Regions from separate parts of the Pan troglodytes genome. Here all the other regions are linked to region 3. The links are chromatin contacts, called in public Hi-C and HiChIP or PLAC-seq maps. All regions are on one chromosome and are shown on one strand. The core of a region is the stretch at or near the end of the contact, and the rest is flanking DNA. Distances in the headings are between cores, read along the strand shown.

Evidence for each region. A called contact is a pair of places that touch in the nucleus more often than the background predicts. HiChIP or PLAC-seq counts read pairs in DNA pulled down with a chosen protein or histone mark.
Region 1: an H3K4me3 HiChIP or PLAC-seq map of stem cell-derived excitatory neurons shows a contact between it and region 3, with 2.3 times the contacts expected there. The contact joins the promoter of TUBGCP6 here to the promoter of CRELD2 in region 3. A contact is called at or near these places in 1 of 7 Hi-C or Micro-C datasets (stem cell-derived neural progenitor cells) and 1 of 1 datasets of contacts at active chromatin or transcription factors (stem cell-derived excitatory neurons).
Region 2: a contact with region 3 is called in a Hi-C map of stem cell-derived neural progenitor cells, with 2.3 times the contacts expected there. The contact joins the promoter of SELENOO here to the promoter of CRELD2 in region 3. A contact is called at or near these places in 3 of 7 Hi-C or Micro-C datasets (blood, induced pluripotent stem cells and stem cell-derived neural progenitor cells), 1 of 1 datasets of contacts at active chromatin or transcription factors (stem cell-derived excitatory neurons) and 1 of 1 other capture datasets (stem cell-derived neural stem cells).

The regions. Positions count from the first base shown.
Region 1 is chr23:52,368,262-52,372,207 of NHGRI_mPanTro3-v2.0_pri, reverse strand. It overlaps TUBGCP6 (tubulin gamma complex component 6), which reads left to right and starts at 2,648. Exons shown (of 25, transcript XM_024352557.3): 1 at 2,648-3,946. The coding sequence starts at 3,211. HDAC10 (histone deacetylase 10) reads left to right here. Exons shown (of 20, transcript XM_515218.9): 15 at 682-773; 16 at 913-969; 17 at 1,272-1,350; 18 at 1,556-1,738; 19 at 1,821-1,973; 20 at 2,118-2,494. The coding sequence ends at 2,141.
Region 2 is chr23:52,322,133-52,325,833 of NHGRI_mPanTro3-v2.0_pri, reverse strand. SELENOO (selenoprotein O) reads right to left here and starts at 1,777. Exons shown (of 9, transcript XM_063807748.1): 1 at 1,185-1,777. The coding sequence starts at 1,738. It overlaps LOC134809677 (a long non-coding RNA gene), which reads left to right and starts at 1,908. Exons shown (of 2, transcript XR_010155990.1): 1 at 1,908-2,694; 2 at 3,198-3,637. It overlaps TRABD (TraB domain containing), which reads right to left. Exons shown (of 10, transcript XM_016939469.4): 10 at 3,173-3,701.
Region 3 is chr23:52,034,246-52,038,004 of NHGRI_mPanTro3-v2.0_pri, reverse strand. It overlaps CRELD2 (cysteine rich with EGF like domains 2), which reads right to left and starts at 2,064. Exons shown (of 10, transcript XR_010156186.1): 1 at 1,797-2,064; 2 at 1,337-1,419; 3 at 812-922; 4 at 405-496. It overlaps ALG12 (ALG12 alpha-1,6-mannosyltransferase), which reads left to right and starts at 2,174. Exons shown (of 10, transcript XM_009438650.4): 1 at 2,174-2,432.

The sequences.
Region 1 (3,946 bases), core at 1,399-3,898, 330 kb before region 3:
CGAGATGTGGCCTGTCCAGAGGAGGGCTGGGTGGTGCAGAACCCCATGGATGTGAACATTGCTGTTCCCAGAACAGCCCCAGGGGTGGGGATCACTAGTGTGTCTGACCTCTGACCTCAGCTTCTTCAGTTAAATGCTCTTTGGCAGAGAGGTGAAGGGGGTGATTTAAAGTATACATTTAGGCAGGGTGCAGTGGCTCATGCCTGTAATAACGGCAGTTTGGGGGGCCAAGGTGGGAGAAACGCTTGAGCCCAGGAGTTCAAGACCAGCCTAGAGAACATATGGAGACCCTGTCTCCACAAAAAATAAAGAAGTCAGCCAAGCATGGTGGTGTGTGCCTGTAGTTCAGTTACTTAGGAGGCTGAGGCAGGACAATCGCTTAAGCCCAGGAGTTTGAGGCTGTGGTGAGCTACAATTGCGCCACTGCACGCCAGCCTGGCTACAGAACGAGACCCTGCCTCTCTTTAAAAAAAAAAAAAAAAAAAAAAAAGATTATATATATATATATATATATAGACGTAAGCATCTTATTTACAGAAATGGAGTGATTGACCTTAGTGTAAGAAGACGTGTGGCTAACAGTAGCCGCAGAGACACACCGAATGAAGGGAACTGTGGATCTGTTTACCTGGCTTGGGAGTTGGTTGGTGCCTTATTCTCCACTGTTTATTCATCCCACAGGTGAACAGTGGTATAGCAGCCACTCCAGCCTCTGCTGCAGCAGCCACCCTGGATGTGGCTGTTCGGAGAGGCCTGTCCCACGGAGCCCAGAGGTAAGCCTCACTTGGCCATCCTGAGCCTCTGACGGCAGGACCTGTGGGCACCCCTATCCTGGCTGGCCAAGCACAGAGAGTTCTGGGAATGGACTCTGGACAACATGAACACCTGTCCTGAGGCCAACTCTTCTTCCAGGCTGCTGTGCGTGGCCCTGGGACAGCTGGACCGGCCTCCAGACCTCGCCCATGACGGGTAGGACTCTCAGGTCTTGCATATGTCCAGCCATGCATGTGGACGGGCATGTGATGGATGTGTGCCTGGGCCCCAGGGTGACGGGTGGGTGGGGCACTGTGTGGTACTGAATGGAGCCTTCCTCAGCTGGGGTGTGGGAGAAGGGCTGCTGGAGGCAATGCCAGGTGGGTCTCCAGCACAGAGGCTCAGCAGTCACAGCACCCCTGCCCATGGCCCCGTGAATGCTCTTCCACCTCTGCCTCTGCGGTTTGGGCTCAGGAGGGTGAGCAGGGCCTTACACTTATGCACCTGTGTCCTGGAAGGAGGAGTCTGTGGCTGAACATCAGGGGCAAGGAGGCGGCTGCCCTATCCATGTTCCATGTCTCCACGCCACTGCCAGTGGTGAGTGACCATGCCATGTGGCAAGGCAGGTGCTGGGGAGCCCATGGATGTGTACAGCTGCTGTTTGCTGGCATTGTCATGATAGCAGGCCTCTGGTCCTTCCTGTCTCCCTGCTCCTACTCCAGGGGCCCTGAGATTGGGAGGTTGGGAGGCCAGAGCCAGCAGGTGTCCGTAGATGAGGAGCTGGGCTCTGCTGTCCCCACAGATGACCGGTGGTTTCCTGAGCTGCGTCTTGGGCTTGGTGCTGCCCCTGGCCTATGGCTTCCAGCCTGACCTGGTGCTGGTGGCGCTGGGGCCTGGCCATGGCCTGCAGGGCCCCCACGCTGCACTCCTGGCTGCAATGCTTCGGGGGCTGGCAGGGGGCCGAGTCCTGGCCCTCCTGGAGGAGGTAAGCTGGGCAGGGTGGAGGTGCTGCGGGGTGGGACGAGGGGAAGGACCAGTGGCTGCTTCCGTCTTCGCCCCTGGTCCAGGACTCCACACCCCAGCTAGCAGGGATCCTGGCCCGGGTGCTGAATGGAGAGGCACCTCCTAGCCTAGGCCCTTCCTCTGTGGCCTCCCCAGAGGACGTCCAGGCCCTGATGTACCTGAGAGGGCAGCTGGAGCCTCAGTGGAAGATGTTGCAGGTGAGGCTGACTGCGGAGGCATGGCCCTGCCCTGGGGCCTGGCTCTGCCGCAGAGATCGGTGGGGAGGGCAGGGCAGGGGAGTGCCCTGAACCAGCTCCAGCGCCGGAGGCCAACTGCGCGCCTCTTCTCGGCTCCTCCTGTAGTGCCATCCTCACCTGGTGGCTTGAAATCGGCCAAGGTGGGAGCATTTACACCGCAGAAATGACACCGCACGCCAGCGCCCCGCGGCCGCGATCCGGACCCCAAGCCCACGGCTCCCTCGACTCTGGGGCACGGAACCCCGCCCACTCCCAATCCCCGCGCCCCGCCCCTCCCCTCGCTTCCCCATTCGCCCCGCCCCCTCCCACCCGTGCTTCCCCCGCTCCACCCCTCACCTCACCTCGCCCCTGCCCCACCCATCGCGCCCCGGCCCGTCCCATCGAGGCCCATGCAACCCACCCTCGGTCCCATTCCGGCCCCTGCGCCCCGCTGCGCTTCGCTCCCCGCCCTTAAGCCGTTAGTAAACATCGGTCAAACGAAACGCTGGCTCTGCCTCCTTTACTGAGCACGCTCGGCCTGGGTCTCTCACCCGCGGGTGCCGGACTCAGGCCGGAAGTATGCCGCGGCCCAGGCCTCACCAACTTCACGCGCTGCCGGCGTTCCCGTGACGTATTTCCGGCGCGCCCGCCCTAGTGCTCTTCACACTGGCGCGGCTGTGACGCGACGGAGGCGGCGGGAGCGGCAGCCGTGGGCACTTTCCACGGGTGAGGCCTGGAGAACGGGTGGACGTGCAGGCCAGAACCCGGGACCCACCCTGCTGAGCCCCCAGACTCTCCGCTGCCCACGACCCTCGGAGTGGCACCCTCTCCTGGCCGTCTCCTCTCGTGGGTCCCGAAGAACGGGTGCAAAGCCGAGTTCCTCCGCTGTACTGCGCGGGCGCGCGTTTCGTTCTTCGGTTTTGCCACGGTTCTGTGACTCCCTAAAGGTTGAGGGCTACTGAATTAGAAGAAACGCCGAGCTGGCTTCTGCTGGGCTGCCAGGCAGCGTGCTTGGACTGGGGAGGGCAGGGCGTGTTTACTCTCAGTAGAGCAACCGCAAGATCTCCTTTAAAAATACCAGTTCTGAGCTTCGGCATTGGAGAGGCCGCCTGTCATTCAGCCTCTTCAGACCCTCTCTCACTCCCTGTCTTCCGGAGCGTGAGTGAAGCCCGGGTGAGGTGTTTTCCCACACGCCGGGGGCCCGGAGCTGAGAAGGGGCATGGCCAGCATCACGCAGCTGTTCGACGACCTGTGTGAGGCCCTCCTGCCGGCTGCCAAGACTCACCTGGGCCAGCGCAGTGTGAACCGGAAGAGGGCAAAGCGGAGCCTCAAGAAGGTGGCCTACAATGCTCTTTTCACAAATCTTTTTCAAGATGAGACTCAACAGCTGCAGCCTAACATGTCAAAACTACCAGCGAGAAACAAGATCCTCATGTTGTCCTTTGACTTGAGAGTGGGTGGCCTGGGCCCCAAGGCCGACCGTTTGGAGGAGCTTGTGGAGGAGCTTGAAGCAGCCCCTTGCTGTCCGCTTTTGGAGGTGGGGTCTGTTTTGGACCTCCTGGTTCAGCTGGCAGGGAGTGGTCCCCTTCAAGTTCTGCCGAGAAAACGAGACTACTTCCTTAACAACAAGCATGTGGGGAGAAACGTTCCGTACAGCGGCTATGATTGCGACGACCTGAGTGTGTTTGAGATGGACGTTCAGTCTCTGATCTCCAGAGAAGAGTGTTTGTGTCACAGCATGATCCAGGAAACACTTCAGGTTATGGAGGCTGCTCCAGGCACTGGCCTGCCCACCGTCGGGCTCTTCTCATTTGGTGACCCTTGTGGTGACAGGTTCGAGAGAGACACCCGGGTCTCGCTCTTCGGGGCCCTTGTGCACAGCCGCACTTATGACATGGACGTCCGACTGGGCCTGCCCCCCGTGCCAGACAATGCGGACCTCTCTGGGCTGGCTA
Region 2 (3,701 bases), core at 528-3,027, 290 kb before region 3:
CTTAATTTTTAGGAGAAAATATATTCTAGCAGATCTCAGGTCTGAAAGCAGTGAGTTAATACTCAAGTCTTCAAACATAAAAAGTGTCTTCCAGCGACAGATTACTCTCATAAAAAAATTGTCTTTTTAACTTTAAAATATCACCAAAAATGAAAACATAAAGTTTAAGATGATCGCCAAAAAGAAAAACAAAAATAAAAATAAAAAATGCTCACAGGACAAGCAGGCCCCAGGCTGAGCAGCATTTCCACCACGTTCCAAGGGTCAGAAACGCTCCCGTGGGCGGCCGGTGCTGTCAACTCTAAGCAGGTCGCCGGGGGTGGGGAGGGAGAGCCAGGTTGCCCTCAGACACAGAACAGAACGGATTTGGAGACGGGGGAGTGAGGAAGACCCTCAGTCTGAGGAGCTTGCTTGGGAGATGGAGCCCCGGGGAAGGGATGCTGAGGGACCGAGGGGCATTTCAGGTGCTGGAGGGGGAGGTGATGAGAGCACAGGGAGGGGCCGGATGAGATGCGGGTTTAGCATTTCTCTGAACATAAAATGTACACTTGTGGGTATTGTTTTCCTAGTCATTCACAAAAGCAGTAAAGAATATGGAGTAAGTACATTGTTTAGTAGAAAAGAGCAGAACAGACCCAAGCGCTGTCTATACACAGGAGGCAGGTGGCGCGTGCACGGCTCCCCGGTGGGCCTGGCGGCATCTGGACCCAGATCCTGCCTTATTAGAACACCTATGTGCCCCCCCACAGAAATCTAAACGATGCCCACCTCACTTCGGGGTTAAAAAGGGCTGCCCGCAGGGAAGTCAGGGACAGGCCTCCGTGAAGTCAGTCGCAGAGCGAGGCTGCTGGACGAAGCGGCCCGCCCCACGAGCGATCGGAGGAAGGCTGGGGACCTGCGGGGTTAGGGTTAGCCTAACCTCTCATCCCGGCTCCCGCCCCTGGGTTTGGAGCCCCAGCGAACGTCGGTAAACATGAGCGGCGTCCCTGGTGGAGCTGACTCCAAGGTCCTCGGCGGGTTGATAAGCACAGGGCGCGGGCGGCTGCCAGCACCGCGCTCCCGCGGGTGCAGGGGAGGCCCCACTTGGCAGTAGCCGCCGGACGCCCCCAACACCGCGCCGGGCGGAGGGAAGGGGCGCCCCGGCGGGGAGGACCCACCCGCGCCCCTCGCCCGCCCCGGCCCACCTGGAGAAGGGCGTGGGCCCGGCGCCCTTGAGCTGCAGCTCCCAGCGCTCGCCGGTCGCCGTGCACACCTCGCCCAGGTACATGGCAGCGCCGTCGCCCAGCTGCCCGGCGAACTGGCCGAACTGGTGGCCGCAGTAGCAGTGCGCGGCGGGCTCGGCGCCCGGCAGGAGCGCGTTGCCGCTGAAGAACAGCGCGGCCTCGGCCTCGGCCTCGCGCGCGGGCGGCGCGCCCAGGCCCAGCAGCGCCAGCGCGGGCTCTGACAGCGCCACGAGGCGCGGCTGCCGCAGCGGGGTGGGCTGCACGCGGGTGAAGCAGGCCCCGGGCACGGGCCGCGGCGCGGACGGGGCGCCCTCGGGACCGGGCGGCGGCGTCTCCACGGGCAGCGCGCGCAGGGCGCGGTTGTCGAAGCGTAGCCCCGCCAGCCAGCGAGGCGCGGGCTCCATGGCGGCGCCCGACAACGTAGAGCGGGGCGCCGGCGACGGGGAACAGCGGCTGAGGGGCAAGAGTCGGGCAGCCGCGAGCGAAGCCCCGAGCGCTGCCCTGTGTGCGGCCATCCGCGGCGCCGCTCCCGCCGGAAGCCAGCCTGCCCCTCCCGGAAGCCCCGCCCCGCGCGCCCCGCAACCCAATCGCCAGTGGGCGAGAGTGGGGCGGGGGGGGGAGGGGTCGCGGTGTCTGGCCGGGCTCTAATTGGCTGCCTCGTCCGTCTATCCGCATCTCCCGGCCGGAGGGTCGGAGGCGTCCGGGGTGGCTGTCGGCGTCACGGGGCGCGCGCTGCTGCGAACGGGGTGACAGGTGGGAACGCCTCCGAGACCGCCAGCGACGACCCCGCTCGGGCAGCCCCGGATTTCCTCGGCTGCACCGGCGCCGGCAGCGGGGACCGAGGCCCGCGTCCGTTCGGGTCGGGCCGGGGCTTAGCCCCGCGCCCCACGGGCGGCCGGGACCCCACCCGGACCCCGCCGCGGTTCTGGGCCGCCGAAGCCTCGCGCCGCCTCTCGGGGACCTTGTCCCCTGGCCTCCGGCCTCTCGGGCCCCTCGCCTGCCGTCTAGGAGGGAAGGGGCCTTGGACCTGTGCCCCGCCCATGGAACAGCGCCTGGGCTCGGAGAGGCCCCGCGAGGCCGCAGGCGCAGACCCTCCCGGAGGGCTGGGCGGGCACCGGGGTCTTCGGCTGGCTTGAGGGACACGACCCCTGGGGGAGGAATTTGGGGTCTGTGTGTCCGAATGAACGCGGGGGTTCAGATGAGTCTGTGGTGCCCCCGCTTTCCATCTCCTCCGGCCCCGGCCCCAGAGGACTGAGAGGCCGGTGGCCGCGGATCCTGGACGCGCCTCCCTCCTGCCTGTGGTTTCCCTTTATTCCGGCAGCGGCGCGAGCCCACCGTTCACATACAGGAGCTACATCCAGAACCTTCTCCTGGGGCCACAGCGTGGGCTTCCGAGACTCTGCGTGACCCCAGCTCTGCCCCTTTGGGGCTGCGGGTGAAGCCCTCAGGACCCTCTGCGTGCGTTGGGCAGGTGACTGGATGAGGGATGTGGTGAGGTTCCCGTGCCCAACCCACCTCTGCAGCCCACAGCAACCGTTCCCTCTTCAGCAGCCCCCTCCCCCCGGCCGCTCTGGGCGCCCGTTCCCAGCATCCTCCTTGGCAGGTGTTACCCCTCCCCATTCCCCAGGCCCTGGGCCCTCCTGATCTGTCTCCTCGACCCCCCGGGGCCCCAGTCTGGCTCAGTCTGGTCCACACTCTGGAATCTGGTGGGACTGGGTATGGAGGGTCTTGAGTGTCAGCAGGCCACCTGCGTCCCACCTGGTGGGTGAGAAGGGTCCCACAGGTCAGCATGGAGGGACAGTGACTCTGTCTCTTCTGCTGGAAACCAGGCAAGTTCCTTCCCCCAGGGCCCCGGCAGGGCCACGAGTACCCGCTGCACTGGAGCACGGGGGAAGAGGCAGGGATCCTTCATTACTTGAACCCCATTTTCACACGTCACAAAACAGGAGTTTCCAAAATTAGAATTTATTTCAGTTTCTAAGGAATGAATCCCCGAGTGTGGCAGGAAGGACACAGCCGGCTCCTGACGCACACCTGATTTGATTCAACACTGAGTCGGCACAGACACAACCAGAGATGGCCTGGGTCCAGGCTGGGGCTGCACGGGCCGTGTCCTGGACAGCCAGGAGGGAGGCCCCGCACACAGACGGCCGCCGGGCAGGGGGCCTGAGCGGGACAGGCCTGGCCACAGCCCATGTCCTTGGCCTTCCACATAGGTGCACACATTGTCTGTCCAGAGAGGGCCAAGACACCCCAGGCACCCCTTTGCTCCAGGGGCTCAGGACACAGGCTCCCAGCTGAGGCCACGCCTGGACCCAGAGCTGATGTTTGGCTGCACGCGAGCCCACTCGGGACAGACCCAAGAACACGAATTCTGTCCCTCTGGATTTAAGGCTGGTGTTTTTTGACATTTACTTCAGTTTTTCTCTTTGAAATTAAAATTACCTGAGTAAAAGATTTTAAGACATTAAAAAAGCC
Region 3 (3,759 bases), core at 815-3,314:
CAGTGCCCTGGGCTCTCTGCAATGGCAGCCACAGAAGCTGTGGTGTGGTCACCTCTGTGCACACATGGAGAAGCACCTGGACAGGTCAGTCAGGACAGACTCTCAGGTGAGTGGACTCAGCTGTGAACAACCTGAGTCTGTGAACCCCTGAATTAACAGCACAGCTGGGACGACATACTCAGAGTTTTACGCTAAAGCATGAGGTTAGTGGTGAGGCTGCAGCCGGAGGGTGCGAAGTGCTCCAAGCTGTGTTGGGGATGGGGGAGGCAGCCATCCGGCAGGGTCCCAGACCCTACAGAAAGCTGATGCACCCCAGGTCCCCTCTGTGCTTTTACCTCCCAAGAATCATGAGAAGAAGAGGGGAAGTGACGTAGGAGATGGGATTTCCCTGAGGAGAAACGCACCGAGACAGTCGGGACCGTAGGTTCCTGGAGAGCAGCACACTTTCAGTGTCTTCACACAAAACCACTCGAATAAGTCAGGATATTCGCTCTTCCTGAGGATGGAGGAAAACATTCACTGAATCCCAGCAGACACGGTTCTTTAAAACAAATATGCAGCTGAACGTAACATATGCTCTGGAGTATTGTAAGGTCCAGGAAACATGAGTCTAGGTGTGGACAGAATCTTGTCCTTAATTTCCTGGTTTTGATCGCTGACTCTGGTGATAAAAAACGGTAATGCAGGGGTAAGGTGGGTGCGAGGCAGGTGGGAGCTCCATACTGTTCCTGTACCTTTCTAAGTCTGAGGTTATTTCAAATTCTAAGTTGGAAAATAAAAAGTATCTTCTAAGAGGTTTTAAGGCACTCACAGCTGCAGCCACCAGGCCTCCAGGTGCTCCTCCTGCGCCTCTAGCATCTGGTTGCATTCGAAGTCGCTGCTCTCGCACAGCCCCTCCAGGATCTCCAGCAGGCGAATCTCGCTGAAACACAGGCCCACACGGGCCCACCGTCAGCGCCTCCAAGGCAGTGAAGAAAAATCCGAACCAATACGCCAACCTAGGTGCAGGGGCCGGGGAGCCAGGACTCCGGGCACAGAGAATAAGGGGACCCCACTGTCAGGGGAAGCCAGGAGCGGTTCCCACAAGTGGGGCTGGTGTTCCAGTTTACATTTTGAAAAGCCAGTCTGTTGAGGGGGTAGGGACCAGAGCAGAAGCTGGAAGGCCAAGAGGGGCCAGCCATTAGTCCTCAGGGAGAAGCCGAGGTGACTCGGACGGGTGACTGGTGCCTCGGGGGCTGTTCTGTCTCCCTGTCATTAACACAGGCACCAAAGGCAGGACACGGCTTCCCAGGACAGCGCCAGGCCAAGACCCACAGGGGTGCTCCAGGGCACCCACCTGGACTCGTACTTGGACAGCGTCTTTTCCTCCCAAGCCGTGTTCCCGCCGCCAAAGTTCTTCTTTGCGGTGTCCACCATCCCCTGCGAGGAGACAGTGCCCATAGTGCTTGGTACCACCTGACCCGGGTCCAGGGTGGGGGCGACCCCAGGTCGAGGGTGAGGGGACTCCAGGCCCACGGTGGCGTCGACCCTGGTTCCACGGTGGGGGTGGATCCGGGTCAAGGGTGAGGGGGACTCCAGGACCACGGTGGAGGGACTCTGGATCGACGGTGAGGGGGACCCCGGGCCCACGGTGGGGGCGACCCCGAATCCAGGGTGAGGGGGACCCCGGGTCTAGGGTGAGGGGGACCCCGGATCCAGGGTGAGGGCGACCCCGGGCCCAAGGTGGGGCGACCCCGGATCCAGGGTGAGGGGGACCCCGGGCCCAAGGTTGACGACCCCGCCCGGCCCCTTCCCACCTGGTTAAACTTGTCCACCAGCCCCCGGCACCGGTGGCAGGGCGTCGGCTTCTTGGCGGCCTCCGGCGCGGGCGGCAGCAGCAGCAGAAGCGGCAGGAGCCCCAGCGCGGCCCGGCGCGGCAGGCGCATGGCGGGTAGCGCTGCGGGAAGACGCAGCCGGAGCTCCAGGTCCTGCGGCCGTGCTGCTCCGGCCTCCCGGCCGCCCACCCGCTCCCAGCCGCGCCGGCCGGTCCCCCAGGCTACTTGACGGCGCCGGCGAGGCCCCGCCCCACCCGCCAGCCCCGCGCCGCTATTGGTTGATGGGACCCGCCCCGGCCTGATGTGGCCCAATCCGAGTCCGCCACGAGAGGCGACCAATGGGAAGGTCCCGGATCAGCGGCCGCCAGGAGTCCGGGGGCGGGGCGTGCAGGTCCGACCCCGCCTCCCGCTCCCCGCCCCTCGCGCGCAGCCCGCTGCGGCCATCTTTACTCAGGGCACAGAGGGTCTCTGCGGCCGTAGCGGCTGGGGCTGCGGTAGCCACTTTAGATTTGGGCAAGGACTTTAGATTCGGGCTCTGTTCTGTTTCCGCCGTCCCGCTTCCTGCCGAGGCTGGCCCAGGCAGCCGCGCTTCGAAGGACGCCGCCGGGAGCTGCGGAGGTCAGTGCGCGCTGCCGCGACCGGGGCCTTCAGGCGGGCGCGCGGCGAGACCAGGGAGGAGGCGGGCGAGGGCGCGACCCGAGCTGGCGCTGGCGCTGGATTCCTGAGGCCTCACCGCGCATGTCCACGCGTCACAGCCCTGTGCTCCTTACCTGGGGCTGCGCCCCTCACTTGGGGCCGGGCTCCTCACCTGGGGGCCAGACCTGTCACCCGGGGGCTGGACCTCTCACCCGGGGGCCGGACCTCTCATCCGGGGGCCCGACCTCTCACCTGGGGCTGGACCTCTCACCTGGGGCTGGACCTCTCACCTGGGGCCGGGCTCCTCACCTGGGGCTGGACCTCCCACCTGGGGCTGGACCTCCCACCTGGGGCTGGATCTCTCACCTGGGGCTGGACCTGTCACCTGGGGGCCAGATCTCTCACCCCGGGGCTGGACCTCTCACCCGGGGGCCGGACCTCTCATCCGGGGGCCCGACCTCTCACCTGGGGCTGGACCTCTCACCTAGGGCCGGGCTTCTCACCTGGGGCTGGACCTCCCACCTGGGGGATGGGTTTTTCACCTGGGGGCTGGACTTTCCAGCTGGGGCTGGGGTCCACTTAGGGTCTCTGGGGGCTGGGGATCTGCATTTCTACAGGCGCTTGAGGTGATGAACACTCGCTCATGTTCAGGAACCCTTGGTTTAAATTAGGGGAAATAAAACGTGCAGCGTCTGGATTTCAGAGAACTCCTGCCTGTGGAAGGAAGGACTGCACATTAAAAAAAAAAAAAAAAAAAGTAACATCTGATTTGACCAGTTTCTTTTCTGTTTTTTTTGAGACGGAGTCTCACTTTGTCGCCCAGGCTGGAGTGCAGTGGCGCGATCTCAGCTCACTGCAAGCTCCGCCTTCCAGGTTCCTGTGATTCTGCTGCCTCAGCCTCCTAAGTTGGGATTACAGGCACCCACCACCAGGTCCGGCTAATTTTTGTATTTTTAGTAGAGACGGGGTTTCACCATGTTGGCCAGGCTGGTCTCGAACTCCTGACCTCAAGCGATCTGCCTGTCTCAGCCTCCCAAAGTGCTAGGGTTACAGGCGTGAGCCACCATGCTTAGCCTGATTTGATCAATTTCGGTAGAGGCCTTAAAATCTGGATTGATGGGGACACGAGGGTCTTTGCAGGTCATTCCCTAATCTGAGATGCCATTGTTCTGTAAACCACCATTTTAAAGTGTCATGGCCTGGGCCCGTTTTAACCTGTGGGTGCTCCCGAGGCACCCGTCACTTAGATTAGCCACAGCTGCTGACCAGCTGCCCAGCAGAGTGGGCTAGTGCAGAACAGTGTCCATTC